Linked DNA regions of Xenopus tropicalis: region 1 is linked to region 2. A link is a contact called in public Hi-C data. All regions are on one chromosome and are shown on one strand. The core of a region is the stretch at or near the end of the contact, and the rest is flanking DNA. Distances in the headings are between cores, read along the strand shown. Region 1 has its middle 190 kb from the start of mir320. Region 2 has its middle 42 kb from the start of mir320.

Region 1 (4,895 bases), core at 2,289-4,788, 150 kb after region 2:
ATACATTGGACATACAGAGTAACATATAAAGCAATCAAAAACCCAAAATCTACAAGATATAATACTGGCAAATTAAATAAACAGATAGAAGAGGTAAAGAAGAGGGAAGATACTTAAAATAAAAGTAGCAAAAACAAACAAGGGGTATTTCTTATGTTGGTACCTTGACTATACAATACATATATTGACTATAAAAAATACATATTGAGAACATTTATATGGCCGCAGAGAGATGAAAAATATGGCCCATGTTCAACTACAGACCAAAAACTTCAGGGATCACTAAATAACAGCTGATACAGGGAAGAAAAGAAGCTTCCAGCCTACAATTTTTTGTAACCCACATATAGGTACCTTTTCTTGCCCTAATTGTCTGTGTTGCAATGCCATCTTAACAGGGTTTAAATCTTACCACCCCTTGAAGGGTTTTAGTAATAAAGTCCATTAGTTTCCAACTTGTACCACAAAAGGGGGTAATTTACATGCTTAATTGCCCCAGTGGCAAAGCATTGTAGGGAAAACAAAAAAGATGATGACAGAATGTATAGGAGAGCATAGGAAACGTATTAAAGGTGGTGTTACAAGTGGGGGGGAGTGATTCTATTGGCTGCTGGGTAGAGACGGGTTGAATCGGGCATGCACAGTAGTGCTTAAAGTTAAGCAGTCCTTAAAGAAGATTTGTAACTGCTGCTGATTTCTGCATTGACTTAGTGGGGGAGGGTAGGTGAACTTTATCCAAAAGCATTTAGCAGTGTGGACTTTAATTGTTAAAAAAATTGAAATGATTAATTTTTTATAAATTCATGTATTTGAAATACTGCTTCTTTTGCATGTTCATACCATTTTGATGTGACTTTGCAAAAAGATGCACATGTTTTCTGCATTATGCCAGCAGAGAAACTGACCCATGTGCAATTAGCCTTAAATATGCACATGTACATGCACAAACGGGGCTGTGGGAGCACTCTGGGGCTAGGGAAATATAATGAAATTACAATGGGGGTGTGGCAGATCTGACCAGATTCACTACAAACGTATAAAAGAACCATGGTATGGTGACTTGGCATTTTTTCTGATTGTAACCTTATAACAGTTCTTGGAAACAAATGCACTTACAGAGGCTAAATTACTAATAAAACAGGGGAATGTATATTGATCAATTCCTTTTGCACATGTTAATACTGCATTGTCCTTTCATTTCTATAGTTCAGCCCAACTAATACTTTTCCTCAGTATTGGACTGGGGTGCCAGGGGCCCTCCTGGGCCACCTCAGGCCTTGCCCCGCATACTGCACCTCCCCTCCCGCAGTTCCAGACGGGCAGAGGGGGGAGCGCAGGCTCACAGGTGGGGGGAGAGGGAGGAGTGGGCCAGCGGGGGCCAGAGCTGGAGAGCGGGCCTACAGGCGCTGCAGGTGGGGAGTGGGCTGAGCCAGCAGGGCCCACTGGGTTCTTTCCCGATCTCCCACTGGCCAAGTCTGACCCTGCTTTTCCTTCTTCACTATATCCCTAAAGGCTAAACGTCTCCTTATTTGCCTAATATATTGCCTCCTTAACACTTCACAACCAAAGCCTCCTTTTGGCTTGATGCCTCCATCTTTCTCTATGCACAGTGTTTCATCCTCTTGTCTGTACCCAGCCTGACCATGGCACTCCTGCTCTAATGTCCTGCCCCTCTTCTTTGCTAATCCCAGTTAGTAACTAAAGCAGGCCAAACATGAGCCAATATAAGCTGTGAACTTAGTCCCTACAAATGCCATCAGCAGTTTATTGGGTCATTTACAAGGTTGCCAGGTGCTACCTTTGGATAAGAATCATACCAGTTGGGCTGTAAAGCAATTGGTTGGGGTAGCGACATAAAAGGGTCTGGGTGATGATGCAAGGGGTGTAGCAGTGATAGGACGGGGGACCATGGGGCAGATTCTGCAAAGAACAGCAAAGAAAGGGGGTAAAATAGAAGTAGAATTTGGTGGGCCATGGTCATAATTAACTTTAGGGTGGCCTCCAATTGACCTGACCAATTGAGAGCAAGCTGTACATTGCCCATATACTTATCAGGCAGATTAGCAAATCCCGACCCACAAGGACTTCATTAATGTGATGATGTGATCCTTGCCCAGCAGTTTTTCATAGGACCACACACCACAGCACGATTAGGGCTGCCTCCTTTAATTCTGGCCACATATTGCATCAGCATCCTGCATGGCTAATTAGCAATTCATTTAGGTGCATGCTGCAGACTGAACTCATTTATGTAAGCCATGTAGAATGCATCTAAATTAATTGTTAATTAGCCATGCAGGATGTTGATTCAATATGTGGCTGGTATTAAAGGGGTGAGGAGACAACCCTAAGTATAATCCAATGAATGGTTCACGTTGCCAAGGGCTGTGTATTGCTGCCCATTGTAATGTGCCACCTTAAGGTAGGTTTTCACCATGCCCCATGTCACAGACAGGGCCCATGTGTTCAGAACAGCCAAGCACCCAAAATGCTCTTAACCTACCACAGCTAAACCAATGCCATTTTCTCTTCCAACAACCTCATACTTAAGGTGAGATGAGATTCAAATTAGCCCCTGACATTTTCAGTTCACAGAGGCCCAAACAACCCCCACTACCTGCCCAGTAGATAGTAACTATCAAAAACTGTGGGCACAGCCCAAATAGGGTTGCCACCTTGCTGGTATTTTACTGCCCTGGTAGGTAAAAATGATGCTTGATACCAATGTTATTAATAGGGAAAAAAGTAAAAAAAACGCCAGTATTTTTTTTTCATTAAAGGTGGCAACCCTAAGCCCAAAAAAGAAGGAAATTATAGTTTTCACGCAAAACTGTGGCGTCCTTACAACTGCGGAGGATGGAGGGGTCATTGCAAGGGGCAGGCACAATATCCCAGGGCTGTACCAACACAGATCTGTTTGCACTAATACAATTAACCCTCTCCTTACTACCCCATTGCATTTGTGAACAGACCTTCTTAATTACCCCACTCAATTCCATAACTAAAAAGTCCCTTACATCACTTTAAGATAGTGCTCGTTACAATAAAACATTATATAGAATAGTAGGGCACTTTCACGGCTGGAAATGATCTAATAGTAATTATATGTAAATATCAGAATAACTGCGTATTATTCTGCGGCTTTTTATAGCTTATGCGAACTTCACAAAAATTCTCTCAAAAACAGATTCATGCCCAATTCGGTCTGGTTAGGGCAGGCACAAGCAGAAAGCCGCGGACCGTACACTATTGCCGAGTGCCCTGCCAGCCCGCGTTTCCCCGTTGCTCTAGCGCACTCCCTGTGGCCCTATCCCAGCACGGCTTCCTCTCTTGTCTCTGGCAGTTTCAAGTCGCCCAATCGCTGCTCGTGTATCACGCACCCCCCTAAAGCCGCCCCGCCGCACACCGCCGGGAGCCCCTGAGCCGCCTCTATCCGCCCGGCCGACAGCTCCAGACGGCTCAGAGCTCGGAGCCTCCCCCGCCGGCGCATCGATCCGCTCGCCTTTCATGTGACCGGCGCTGGGGGAGCCAGGCTTCCTGGAAACAGCCCAGAGAGGGTCACAACCTTACCGGCCGCTGCGCTTCCAGGCACCGCCAAGAACCCTTTCACTGCCGGCTAGAGAACAAATATATCTTTGCGTGGGACCCTGCATTATACTGCGATTTAACATTTGTCAAAAAGGGCACCTGCGCTGCATGGTTAATTCATATACATACGTACATATACACAAACAAACCTGCATTGCTGGGTGCTTTATTACAGAGATAGGCAAGATCTAGTACATTGTAAACACACAGGAACCGCAGAGCAGGACAAAGTGGTGTGTAGGGCCCCCAGTGTCGCATATATATTTTATAGAGGTGCATAGGAAGCAGCATTTTTGTATTTTGCCTCTATATTAAATAGAACCCAAGCATACCTGTGTGAGGGGCCCTGTGCTCTGTGTAAGGGACTCATTGTGCTATTGCCTGGGTGTACAGGTCATGTTTCAGGGACCCCCGAACTGCTAGGGTAGGGAAGGTTTGCTAGGACTAGTCATGTATGTTTGTGAGACCAGTGTCGGACTGGCCCACCAGGATACCAGGAACACTCCCCAGATGTCAGTGGGCCCTCCTGCTCCTGACTATTTGGCCTGTTTCATGGTCATTCCCTATTTGTGGAAAGAAAGATGAGAAATAGATGGAAGAATAGATGCTAGCATGTAAATAAAAGAAATTAGGATAATAAAGAGGTTGAGTGTGGAAAGGAGTAAAAATAATTTGGAAAGCCGGCCCATGATCTAAGGTTTTCTGGTGGGCCCCTGGGTTCCTAGTCCGACGCTGTGTGGGACCCCTACATTGTTGGGTTACAGAAGGTTCAGCAGGTCATATACGCACACCAGACCCCTACACTGCTAGGGTATGGAAGGTACGCCAGGTCATACATGTACATGGGACCCCTACACTGCTAGGGTATAGAAGGTACACCAGGTCATACATGTACATGGGACCCCTACACTGCTAGGGTATAGAAGGTACACCAGGTCATACATGTACATGGGACCCCTACACTGCTAGAGTATAGAAGGTACACCAGGTCATACATGTACATGGGACCCCTACACTGCTAGGGTATAGAAGGTACATCAGGTCATACATGTACACAGGGCCCTACACAGCAGGGTAGGGAAGGTTTGCTAGTACCACATCATATATCTTTGTGGGACCAGTGTTGGACTGGCCCATCAGGATACCAGGAAAACTTCCGGTGGGCCCAGATGTCAGTGGGCCCCCTGCTCCTGACTATTTGGCCTGTTTCATGGTCATTCCCTATTTGTGGAAAGAAATATGAGAAATAGATGGTCTGTACAAGGTACCTTTACATTAGCATTGGCCATGTGAAGTCCTGTAGTACA
Region 2 (5,288 bases), core at 107-2,606:
GGCATGGTATGTTCAAGCTGATAAATCCATTGCACTCACAACCCAGTGCAGACCAGTTTCCAATGAAACAAACTTTCCATATGATTTGATAAAAAATGTCATGATTCACTGTGAACTGCAGCAAAACACAGTGGCATAATGGCATATATCAGGGCGGAATAGGAGTAACTCTGTTGCTGTTGGTTAGTAGAGCAATGGTCAGCTGGTGAGGCTAAAAAAGCAGGTGCATGCCAGCTTACAATGGCTGGGTACATCATTAGATACAGATATTATGGTAAATGGGTTTTGTGCATGATGCCTATTTAGACATTAAACTACAAAACCTGCTATGTATGCCTGCCAGCATACACGAAAATGTCATCCATCAGCATTAAATCAGTGTCCGTATGCCAAATAGGTGAGCATCTGGCTAATCAGAGACTACACACAGACATGTCATAAAAGTCAAGTACTTTGTCATCCCCTAATAAAATTATGATATTGGGTTATATCACAAGCACAAGACAGGACAGGGGGAAGAGATTCTCATCCTAACATTTCCATCTTGTAACTTTATTGGTTGGGCACCCACCTTTTCCATCCATATAGCGCTATGGCCATATTAGCATTATGCTCTATACCTCTTTAATGGTAAAGGTCAGTTTTTCTAGCATAAATCTGGGCTTTAGAAAACCCCGCTCGCTGCACATCTGCCCCCACTGTATGCCAAGCTTGGACCCACAAGCTGCACATCACAGGGCACCACTGACATCCGCTTCACAAAACCCTCACTTATTCCTCTCTCACATGGATCCTTATTACTGTCTCTAAAAGCTGCTTCCTCCCAACTTCCCTCTTATCCCCTTCAATTATCTGCTGGCTTCTCTGAAACTATCAACCCCCCCTTCCTCCCCACCTTCGCCCTCGCCAAGTAATTTCCTCTTCAAATCAATTCTCCTAATCACAGAAAACCCAAAAGGGCCACATGAACGCAGCCTCAAACCAGAGCACAGACATTAATTAAAGCCCCTCTAGCCTCCCTGACACTACAAATTGGATACGACAGGGGTGGGCTGCCTATTTGCAACGGTTAACCCTTTGCAAGGGAGAAGACAGCAGATAAGAGAGAGCAATGAACTACAGGGATGAGAAGGAGACTGGAGATTGGCCCCATGCCAGCCGGAGCCTGGGACTTACACGTTCTCCTAATAGCAATTATTAAAAAGAAAGCTCCCTATTCATCTCAGGGATTTGGCAGCAAAGCAATTTCCACACTCCAGCACATAAAGCTGACAGTTTCTTGGTCGTGCTAGAGAGAGAGAGAGTGGGAGGTCCCTGGCAGGGGAACAAGGTGCTTATGAAAGGAGTCTGGGCTTCCCTCCTGCATCCCCTCACCCGCTGAGCACCATCGGAGTGGGCCCGGCGTGCCCCTGACATTGAAACCACAGTCAACAGACAGAAGGAGACAAGTCCTGCCCATTTCCTGAGTGCTTTCAAAGGGGAATTGTTAGCTGAATATCTGTGTGCGACACTGACAACCCCACTGAAGATCACCTCCCCCAGTAGCACAGAGAGACGGTTTATCTGACAGCTGTGAGGTCTGACCGCATGGGGAGGGGGCGATCGGACGTGCTCTGGCGCAGCTGGGGAGCCAAATTTTCACTTGTAGGCATGGGGTCACCCAGATAAGGATATAGTCAGCGACTAGGGTCTGTTGTATGACAGGCAGAAAGGGCATTTACCCTGGCACCCATTAGCTAAAGGGGCCCCTTGGTGACAAAAATAAATCATTTTGTAACAACTGTTAGATATTCTTAACATTCACTTCTATGATGTCCAACGTGAGCCAAAGGCTGTTATCAACAATTTAAGAGTTGTAGATCAGCAACATCTGGAGGTTGCAGGTTGGCTATAAACTTCATTACTTTCTTCCCTCTGATTGGGGCCCTAGCCATGCCCAGGGCCCCTTGAACTCCAGACTGCCAGACAGGCAAGCTCAGGGGTTGTAATGAGCCAAATGTTCCAGCTAGGTTGAGCTTTAATGTTTAATTGCTGCATTCCACATCATAAAAAAATTAAAGGCGCAGTTCACCTTTAAATTAACTTGAAAGGGTACTTATTGTAGCCAAATTGTTTCCTCCACTGAAGGTGCAGGCTTGTAGAGCCTAGGGAGCAGGGGTGCCCAGACTTTTTCCACTGGCAATCTACTTTTGACTCCTCCCTGCATATGTATGGAACGCAGCGTACGTACGCATACCCAATAAACGTGCCCCACTTCCGCATTTCCCGGCTTCGACACGGTCCACCAGAAATCCACAGGGGATCGACTGGTGGACCGCGATCTACGTTTTGGCCACCCCTGCTATAGAGTACTATTTTTAGAAAAGACTGCTGTCCCACCAGTGACGCCGCACCGGGAGGAAGCATAATGAACGAGCCAGGAGGCTTTAACATTAAGCACATGTACATGAGGAAACATGGCTGCCCACATCAGGGGCTCCCTCAACGTGTGGGCAGCATAGCGCTGGTGGGGGGGGCAATTTTTTCAAAACAACAGTATTGTTTCCTCTAACCGCAATGCAGGCTCTATTGAACACCTTTGGTAAGGGACCAATTTTGTCCCAATAGGTGCCATTTAAGTATAAAGTAAACAGTTATATTCTAAGACAATATGCAGTTTGTCTTTGTTTATTGTGTTTTGTGGATTCTGAATTATTTAGCTCTCCAGTTTCAGCAGCTATATGATCGCTTAGAATTAACAAGACAAATTGCCACATCCCTATAAAATTACTTGCTATTGTTGTGACCCCAGCTAATAAGATCTTAGGAAAACCCTTACTTCTGTGCTGCATCACTGCTTTTTGGGCCCAAGATAAAAAGCTTACGAAAACCACCAGCAACTTTTCTGAAGCAGAAAAATCACTCATATCGCCCCCTAGGAGTATACATACATATGCACAAGTCAATAGTCAGATCAGTAGCCCATTATTGGGTTCTTACTACAACTTTAATCTCACTCGATCCATTAGGAAAATAATCATTTAGATAACTGGTTGATTGTATTCAGATGCTGACAACCAATTCCTATGTTATCCTGTGATCTGCACCCTTATATCATGCAGTTTCAAAGTCATTAATGTAACAACTAAGTTCAAAATAATAACACAAAGTTTTATATGTTTAGATTGTATATGTGACACCAATTTTTAATTTTTTTTCACTTTTACTGCAAACAGAAGATTACAGTTTTCTAACTAAGAAAGCAAGTTCTCCAAAATATTGTCATAAAAACATAAACTGGATAAACAGGGATATTTTGAGAGGGATTGTCTGGGGGCTTTGGATACACATAACATTTGTTGAGGCTGCACTACATGGCTTCATTGCAGCAATAAAAGACAAAAAAGGTAGCACAGATTCACCCCTAAAACAGGGGCATTTACCTATAGACTTACCGCTATTTCAGCAAAGATAGGGCCAGGTTCAGAACTAGGGGTAGAAAGAAGAGGCATATGCCTATGGTGCAACAGTGGGAGTGCGCCAGGTACATACCGTTTTCCTGTGCATTAATGCTTTAGATTAAAGAGGAGGTTACCCCCTTATTTGACATCAAGTTTAACTGAGTTTTATTAAATATGCTGAAACTTCTTTTTGCCTACTTTAATAAAGAAAAATGTACGTGCGGTTACCACACCCCTCTATGTACACAGATGAGCGTGGCTTTCTCAAGAATATCTGGGGATAAAGTGAAAGTGAAGCTTGGGCCACAAAAAATTGTTAACATTTTTATGCCCTTTGCCACACCTTTTAGCTATTATTGTCCACACATATTAGTAAGATCACTGCAGAAAATGCACAATGAGCATATTAACCCCAGACATGTCAGTATGATCAACACAGAAAACGGACAACAAACATATTAATGCAAAATATACCAGCAAAAAATGGAGTTGTAAGATATTAACCCTAGAAATGGCAGTAAGACTACATTAAAAGGATACATTGACAACATCACCTCGCCCACACTTCACAAGCTGAATGACACTAAATTTTCTTTTTTTCTTAGTACTACTGTGCTGCTTGCCCCAAACTGCCTCCTGCATACTTGAAACCTTATAGTCGGTAAAGCCCAGCAGGGCTCTCTGCCTAAAAAGCTAATACTATATATTGCAACACTACTGTACTGGTACTGCAATTCAGAAGTAATACAACAAATGGAAACCCTTGTTTCTAAGATTTCTGTTTAAACTTTGTGGAGAGGGCAGCTGCAGAAGTTTTATACATCTTCTACTATAAACACATTTTGCCTACTGACTTGTCAGCCCCACCCCTCACAACTATGGCTTTTTTAAACTTAACCTGTGCATTATGAGTGGCTTTCTTTGCAATGGGAACACACAGACCCATGTTCCACCCCCAGGGCACCAAAGTTGGGCATACAGTAAGGCTGATATTTCAATCCATGCAACCCAATCTGTTGTTGCTCTATAACTTCTAACATAGAAACTTGTAGTTTGGCTACAAAGTTAGATGTGTAAATAAAGCCTTAATAGGTATCACTAACACACTTTAGAAAACATAAAGTGTAAAATGAAACTGCCAGTATTGCTCCTCTAGAAGCCACATATGCATAGTGTCTAAATCCTGCCATCCAGTTGTTTTTAGAACTCCCACAATTCTCAGCCAGTCACATGCTTGCCATAAATGACAGGAGTTGCAGTTCTGCATCATCAAACAGTAGCTGGACATCTATGATCTCAAACATCCCTTAAACAGGTAGCCAGCCTAAGCAGCATGCAGGCCTGTATCCAACAGCTCTGCACTGTTTAGCAAATGAATTACAAGGCTCATGGCTGAGAAATGCTACAGTGGATCCAGACCATTGGTGATATATTAGAGGAAAGTGGAGCACGGCTCACATAAAGCTGCATTTTAAAATCTAAATTTATATAGCCGTGTAAGTTGCTTTGGCGTTAGGTAATAAAGCAGGATATCAATGAAACTGCCATTTCATCCACAAAATTGTCTTTTTGACTAATTTCTTCCGTCTGCCTATAGGATTTCATTGATTTTTACTGTTCTTCGCCATTAATTCCCTCTCGTCATCTATTCTTTTATCACCTTCAGCGCTTGCAGCCTGGTAGTGAGGGAAGTTCTGATAAAAGCCACAGATAAATCCGTAGGACAAGACGGCTCCAGGTTATTATGGACAGGAGGAGAAGGCACTGGCTCTGCATGTTTAATTCAGACTAATAAATTATATGGCCATCTCTGAACTGCGATTTGCATATACTATTCATCTGTACGGA

The links. A called contact is a pair of places that touch in the nucleus more often than the background predicts.
Region 1: a Hi-C map of liver shows a contact between it and region 2, with 4 times the contacts expected there. The contact joins two enhancer-like sites. A contact is called at or near these places in 5 of 5 Hi-C or Micro-C datasets (brain, gastrula embryo, liver and 2 more).

The regions. Positions count from the first base shown.
Region 1 is chr7:89,309,238-89,314,132 of UCB_Xtro_10.0, forward strand. No RefSeq gene overlaps it. Among named protein-coding and RNA genes, the nearest start is that of mir320, 190 kb to the left of the region's middle. Within about 2 kb of position 3,539, at least 10 of the 11 cell types and tissues checked have an H3K27ac peak or open chromatin away from gene starts, as enhancers often do. A contact at or near this core is called in liver and neurula embryo, where this site is marked.
Region 2 is chr7:89,161,430-89,166,717 of UCB_Xtro_10.0, forward strand. It overlaps a transcript of samd11 not described here. Among named protein-coding and RNA genes, the nearest start is that of mir320, 42 kb to the left of the region's middle. Within about 2 kb of position 1,357, at least 5 of the 11 cell types and tissues checked have an H3K27ac peak or open chromatin away from gene starts, as enhancers often do. A contact at or near this core is called in liver and neurula embryo, where this site is marked.